Regions from separate parts of the Mus musculus genome. Here region 1 is linked to region 2. The links are chromatin contacts, called in public Hi-C maps. All regions are on one chromosome and are shown on one strand. The core of a region is the stretch at or near the end of the contact, and the rest is flanking DNA. Distances in the headings are between cores, read along the strand shown. Region 1 has its middle 67 kb from the start of Gm52888. Region 2 holds the start of Slc25a13 (solute carrier family 25 (mitochondrial carrier, adenine nucleotide translocator), member 13).

Region 1 (3,189 bases), core at 666-3,165, 240 kb after region 2:
GCTTTCACCAAGGGCATCTTTACACAATGACTCTGGGGTTTCAAATGACAGTGCTCTGGAGGTCCTTTCTCTATCTACTCATACAGTGAGAATGTTTTCAAGTGGAAAAAAAAGTCCGAGGAAATCCATTTTAATCATAACAGATTTACTATCAAGATAAAGTATATTGTAACGGCACAGATCATCTTGGAAACTGTGCTGCTTACCTCCAGCATGTCTGGCCCTAGGAATTTATTTCTTCAGACACCAATATCTCATGTGGAAAAATGATAATTTACCAGCGTTCAAAGCGAAGGTCTTGTTTTGTTTTGTTGTCATTGCTTCTGCCCATCACAGCTTCAGACTCATGACCAACCCCTCATCCCATTGTTATTCCCGCACGTTCCTTTCTTTTCCTCTGTTCTCTCCTATCTCCCTCTTGGGGAATAGTTCTCTCTCACTGTCCACTTTGGCAAGGGCAGCTTTGCCTTCACAGCCACAGTGATCCCTAGGCGTGCAGCCTGCTTCTGACTGGTACGCTGCCAGATAGCGCATCTGCCTTCACACAATATGTCTTACAGTTATTTACTTAGTTTTATTTTCCTCTTTGTTACATTGTCTTAGGACCAAGTAGGGTATGGTAAATAACAGACTCTTCTCTTAAATGATGATATACACACATATGCAGATATATGAATTTTATTTATGTTTATATTGGATATTTGAACAGTTAATTTGGTGTTTTCCCACAGCCATTGAATAAATACTTAGTAAATAATACGGATCATTTTAGGCAAGTAGATAAAGATAAAATTAGACAGTAGACCCAGGACTTAAATTTTGCCATGTTTACTAAGAAGAATTGCCTGTTAATAAACATGTTTTCTTTTAGAGCACCAGAAACAACTGTGACTGTCCCACATATCATCAAGACAATTAAAAAGAAAAACGTTTTACTTCGAAAACTTCAGATTATAACAGTAACATTAGGTTCAACACAGACTCAGTCTTTGCCTAATAATAAAACTCTGTTCCACCATATAAGAATAACCAACATTCTTTTACCAATTTGAACTCTATTTTAAGAGTAAGGGAGAAAAAGATAAAATTACTGAGATCAACGTGAAAGATAATAAAACGTGATTTATAAAAATGAGAAACATTTCAATTCTCACGTAGGCTGAACATCAGAATGCATAAAACTGAAACATTTTACTGTTAAAACAACTTACATCACATTTCCTGATTGGCTTCTAATATAAAATGTGCAGTGAAGAAATCCTAAGAAGATTCGCTAGATAGCTTTGTAACCGTTTTGCTAATAACACTAAACCATTCAAGTAAAGAGGAGAACACTTGGGGTTTGCAAATGTGACTTAGAGAAGACATTATCCTTAGCACGTCTTTCTTGGACTCAGAAAATGATCTACGATGCTCATTTCTAATACTCTGAGTGTTGGCAGTCCAGTTTCAGGCGCAGAGCCCTTCTTCCTCAAAGTGAGTTGGTTTTCATTAAACCGGTTCCCTCCACTTGGAGTTCTCAGAGGGCTTCACCAGCTCTGACCGGCTGCAGATGACTCGGGTAACGGAAAGCGTCTGAGGGGGTCATGAACAAAAAATAACAAATGCTAACTCAAGCAGAAAACAATGAGGTTTTCATATTTGTATGCACAGGAAAAATTATGTTTTTATGGAATGTGAAAAGGGCACGGGATTCCCATCCAACTCACAGTCTCTTGCCAGTAGTATCTCAGTTTTACCTATTATTTAAACAAATCCGTTTTATATTTCCCGAGTACAAAAAAATCAAAACATAGCTCATTCCTTAATTTCCCAATAAAACATTTAGTTAGAAAACTCAGTGATAGAGATCAGTTTTGGCTTATTCTACTCCAGGCTTGCCAGATAAAATAGAGGGAGCCCCGCTAAATTGGAGTTTCAGATAAAAAAAGCAGGTTTTGGCATCACTGTGTCTCAAATATTACATGAGGCGTACTTACACAAACAGATAATTCATTGTTTATCTGAAACTTCGATTTAACCAGGCATGTTGAATTTTTACTTGCTAAAGCTGGTGAGTGTACTTAACTCCTCTGTTGCTTTTACTTGTATAAAGTATCAGGGATGCTCTAAAGTGGCACTCTGTGTGATATGAAAATCAGAACACGGGGAAGTGGTTTTCCATATAGACAATCCTGAAGGAGATGTAATGTTCTGGAGTGCTGGGATTTAGCAGAGTTAGGGTTCTCTGGCCGTTTGTAATTGGGTCATAAAAGAGTAGATTCTGGAAAAGGAAGACAGGGAAAGCCATCAGGCTGTGGTCATTCATAAAAGTTTAGCACCTCCGTCCTCATCAGAATTAGCTTGCCTGAGAAAACTAGCATGTAATTTGGCAAGATCTAAGGCAATTACTTAAAAAGAGGAGCAGATGTAATGGAGCATGCAGCCCTGTCATCTTGTCATGTGCAGAGCAGGTAAATTTGCCACTGGCACTCAGGAAATGTGGCTAGCTCCAAAGCATCTGTGGGAAGCCAGGCTTTGCGTGGGTGCTCTGGGGAGGAAGGGGATTGATTGTCAGAGGGAGGATCAGGGTGGCAGACTTCCGAATCTGGACCTCTGGCTCAATCCATATTAGAAAGATTCCAGCCAAGGCTGAACAGTTGCACTTTGTCTAGCAAATCTTTTCAAGTTAAACTTTGAACTGTGGTGAAAGATACGGCATGGGCTTAGAGAAGTCATTAGATAGGAAAAAATGTAATATGCTTGACAAATTGAATGTAATTGTTTATCAGGCCTAAAGTCTATGACACCCCGTACCCCCCATACTTTTGCTTTTCTTCTTAATTTTCTTTACACAAAATTCATGAAATGTGGCCGACTGGTAGGGCTGCAGCTTTTATTTTGCTTGATTTCCTTTTTGGTCAATTCCCCCCCCCCCCCCCCGAGACAGGGTTTCTCTGTATAGCCCTGGCTCTCCTGGAACTCACTTTGTAGCCGAGGATGGCCTCAAACTCAGAAATCCACCTGCCTCTGCCTCCTGACATTTCTTAACAGGAACAGCAAACAACCTCAGCAACCATGAAAGAGTTTGATCTCTATTTCAAAGTAAAAGTATTCTCACTGGGTTAAGTTTGAAAGCAGTGATCTGTCAGCCTCCAAGTCAGGGAACCCTGAATTTAAGCATCCTGGAACTAGCTCACCTGCCTCTAC
Region 2 (3,466 bases), core at 944-3,443:
AGATAACAGTTCAAAGTGAAGTCTCTCCAAGCAACTGGTCTATCTTTGTTTTGGCAGCTAGACAATGCTGTCACCTGTGCCAAGCACACGTTTGGTTTCTATTAATCTAAGTTCATCTTACTTTCTCGTTATTTGTTTGTTGTTGCTGTTGTTGTTGAAGACAGGGTTTTTTAGTTTAACAGCTCGTGTCTATCCTGGAATTCACTTTATAGAGCAAGCTGGCCCCTGCCTCCAATGCACTGGGATTAAACCTGTGTGCCACAATGCCCAGCTTCTCCTTACCTTCTCTTTATCCTGACTTTCTCATCCACTTACAGTTGGTTTTGTTATATCCTATTGGAAGGTATTCTATATCTATATATGTCAGCCATCCGAACTGAAGAGAGGTGACTGTCAGTGAATAAATAACAAAGAAGGCAGGTTTCAAAGGGTAAAGGTGACAGGAATGTTTCAGTTTCCTTGGCCTCCTGATTTGGATAAAAACCAACTCTCCCTGATAGGATGTGTCTCAATTACAAAAAATGCAACTAAAAAGTTGAGCCTGCTTCTTCACTTGTTACTTCGTATCTGCCCAGTCTTCTATTCTGTTTCTAGGCATATGTCTCAATTTAGTGCCCATCAATACTGCATCTCCAATTAAAGTAACGTAAATCAAGTGACAAAACTCCCACACAGGTATATAAATGATGAGTGGGTATTTACTCCAGAGAACTGATTTATACCAATCGTTATATCATGCAAAGTTAATGCAAAGAAAGGGGCTATTGGCTTGAAAGAACTAAAGTAGCTTCAGAAATAAATCAAAGTGCCCATCCACAGACTCATGCGCAAATACACCCAGTGCACACTCCTGAGGGTTACAGAGGAAGGAAGGCCACTTAAGGCACTGAGTCTAGGAACAAGAAAACTGAGGATTTGGGGAGCCTGGAGAGACTAGTCATAGAACACTATTTAAATATATTTGTCTGCTTACAATTTCCATTGCAAATGTGATTAGTTTGCCTGAATAAATCAGAATATGATGTGGTGGCCATGTTTTCCTCTTCAGGGTTATCACAGAGTTTTGATTAAGGACAAATGTTTGAAATGTTGGGTATATTTAAGTTCACTGCACTTAAAATGATCTAAGAAGTTGTATAGGCTTGATTAAAGGGCTGCCTTCGTGAACTTAAAATTAAAAGCAATAAATTCCAATGACTCGAGTGATTGGGACTGAATATGGTATTCTGCCAGAAAAGTTGAAATGCAGTCCAGAGAGGCTGAAATGGTGTGCAGGTTTGAAGAACCGGTGAAAGAGGAAAGGTCAACCTGTCAGAGCTGCCTTCTCCCTGGGTTCGTGAACGATTCACATTACACAGAATTCCTTTTAAGTAGAACTTCACAGGAGTGACATGCTCCCAGCACAATCTGTTTTGTCATTTTCAAAAAGAAGCCTCTCTGAGGCTCAGAGGCTGCCTTGTAAGTGTTGTCAGATGGAGAGAGAAAGGGGAAGGATGGAAGATGGGAGGTGGGGGTGGGGGTGGGGAAGGGTCCAGGGCTAGCTGCGCACAGACGCAGGCCAAGTCTCCCAGTTTCCAAAACGGAAGTCAAGGTGACTTCCCTACCAGCGGGAGGGCGGAACCCTTGAAATGTAATAGGATAGGCTTCAGGCCCAGTTGGGGCCCCTGGAAGGAGAAACTCAGGTCAACAACAGTCGGGTCAGAAGCAGGAGAACCCCAAAGTAGCAGAAGGGTTTGTGTGTCCCTGGGCTCTTCCCTGCCCCAGGCTACCTGGCCCCATTCGCGCGCTCCTCCTTGCTGGCCAGGGCTCGGTCCCGCGGGACACCGCTCCTGGCCAGACCAAGTGGGAGTGTCCGGCTGGCAAAGTTTCTGTAGCACGATCGGGCCGCGGTACCCACGCGGCCACAAGTGCAGTCCCCTGTGCCCCTTCCTCCCTCAGCTGCAAGGTGGAACCTCGCATCTACTACCCCGGCTGGACCCCTCTGGGCTCCAGATCGCCCCGGCCCGCCGTTCTTACCTTGGCGGCCGCCATGCTTCGGCCGGGGTACAGGCGGCTTTGAGACCTGCTCTCTGGTTGGATTGCACCGGGGACCCCGGCGACTCACTTCCCGTCCCGAGCAGAGGTGGGGGCGGTGATTCTGCCCGGCAGCGTGCGCGCCTGGCCTGCTTCCCCACGCCCTCCTGGCGCGGGTCATGCGGGTGCCGTCAGCCCATTGGCTGGGCCCGGCCAGGGCCTCCCGGGCGCGCGTGATCTAAAGGCCTCTGCCCTGTAGCCAGGGAGGGCCTCAGTATGGGAGCTACTGAGGGGCCAGGACACGTGACTCAGACTGTGCTGTCCAGCTTTAGTAGCCATTGTCGTGTATACCCCGGGGGCAAGGGAGAAATGCAAGCCACTGTCTCAAAAGACCGGGGACTTGGTGAGCTGAAGCTGCAGCTTGGGCTGAGGCCAAGGGCTGGCTAGGTCAGTGTCCATGAGAGAGCCAAGTAAGAGTGGTTACCACACAACACCTGGACGTTGACATACATACTCTCATAGATGCACACATTGGGTCAGGTTCTTGCCAGATTCACCTTGGTTTTTGCTTCAAGATGGACCCCACTTTAATGCCATCATGAAATCCCTGAAGTATTGACTAATAGAAGAAAAGATAACAAGCAGGTGACTAGCCTCCTTTGTGGCTCTAACTTGATAAACTCTTGAATATGGTATAGAACACACATTTGTAACAACTCTATTTTGCAACAACTATATGAGGACAAAAGAGGTCAAGGCCTCAAAGAGGTGACAAACTTAAAAAAAAAACAAAAAAACAAAAACAAAAAAAAACCCTACGAGCTATTGTTTGCTCTCAGGACACCATAAGAACAATGAAAACAGGAAAGGCTCTCAGAGATTACTCCTGAGGTAAGACTGTCAGTCCAATGCGTAGATAGCAAGAGATGCTCCAACCATGACGAATGAGAGGAGACAGGAGACCCAGAATTGCTGAGGAACCCAAGGGTTTAGTCAGAGAAGGCAACCTAAATTTAGGGACTGCTGGAGGAAGAGTATGGGCAACAGGAAAGACCTGAAGGTGCCTTCTAAGGCTGGAATCAGTATACTGTAAGTACTAATGTCGTTAGGGTTCCACTCAGTTGCCATAATGTATCCCAGATTCACAAGTTAGAAACTAAATCAGGAGTATGAAACACTCAAGTCCTATGGGCTCTGCCCTAAGGTCTGCATCAATGGCTTCATAAAAAGGGGCTTGTAACCCTTCCATTCTCAGCTCCAGAAAGGTGAGAGCTGGTGAACCAAGAGTTCCAGGCCACCCTTATCTATATAAGGAGACGTGTCAAAAAAGAAAGAGAAGAAACAAGCTCATAGAAGTAAGTCTACTCTCATTGTCCTCTGCCGTGCGAAGCTAGAGCTTTCCTCTCTCTGGAAGATACAGTACTCAGAGAAACATCTCGGAAACAGAGACAAG

Evidence for each region. Hi-C and Micro-C count contacts between places; a contact is called where the count stands out from the background.
Region 1: a Hi-C map of liver shows a contact between it and region 2, with 4 times the contacts expected there. The contact joins the enhancer-like site here to the promoter of Slc25a13 in region 2. A contact is called at or near these places in 3 of 39 promoter capture datasets (liver and second pharyngeal arch cranial neural crest), 3 of 484 Hi-C or Micro-C datasets (liver and nephron progenitors) and 2 of 115 datasets of contacts at active chromatin or transcription factors (bone marrow-derived macrophages and embryonic stem cells).

The regions. Positions count from the first base shown.
Region 1 is chr6:6,455,271-6,458,459 of GRCm38.p6, forward strand. No RefSeq gene overlaps it. Among named protein-coding and RNA genes, the nearest start is that of Gm52888, 67 kb to the left of the region's middle. Within about 2 kb of position 1,916, at least 4 of the 459 cell types and tissues checked have an H3K27ac peak or open chromatin away from gene starts, as enhancers often do. A contact at or near this core is called in liver, where this site is marked.
Region 2 is chr6:6,214,980-6,218,445 of GRCm38.p6, forward strand. It overlaps Slc25a13 (solute carrier family 25 (mitochondrial carrier, adenine nucleotide translocator), member 13), which reads right to left and starts at 2,194. Exons shown (of 18, transcript NM_001177572.1): 1 at 2,017-2,194. The coding sequence starts at 2,031.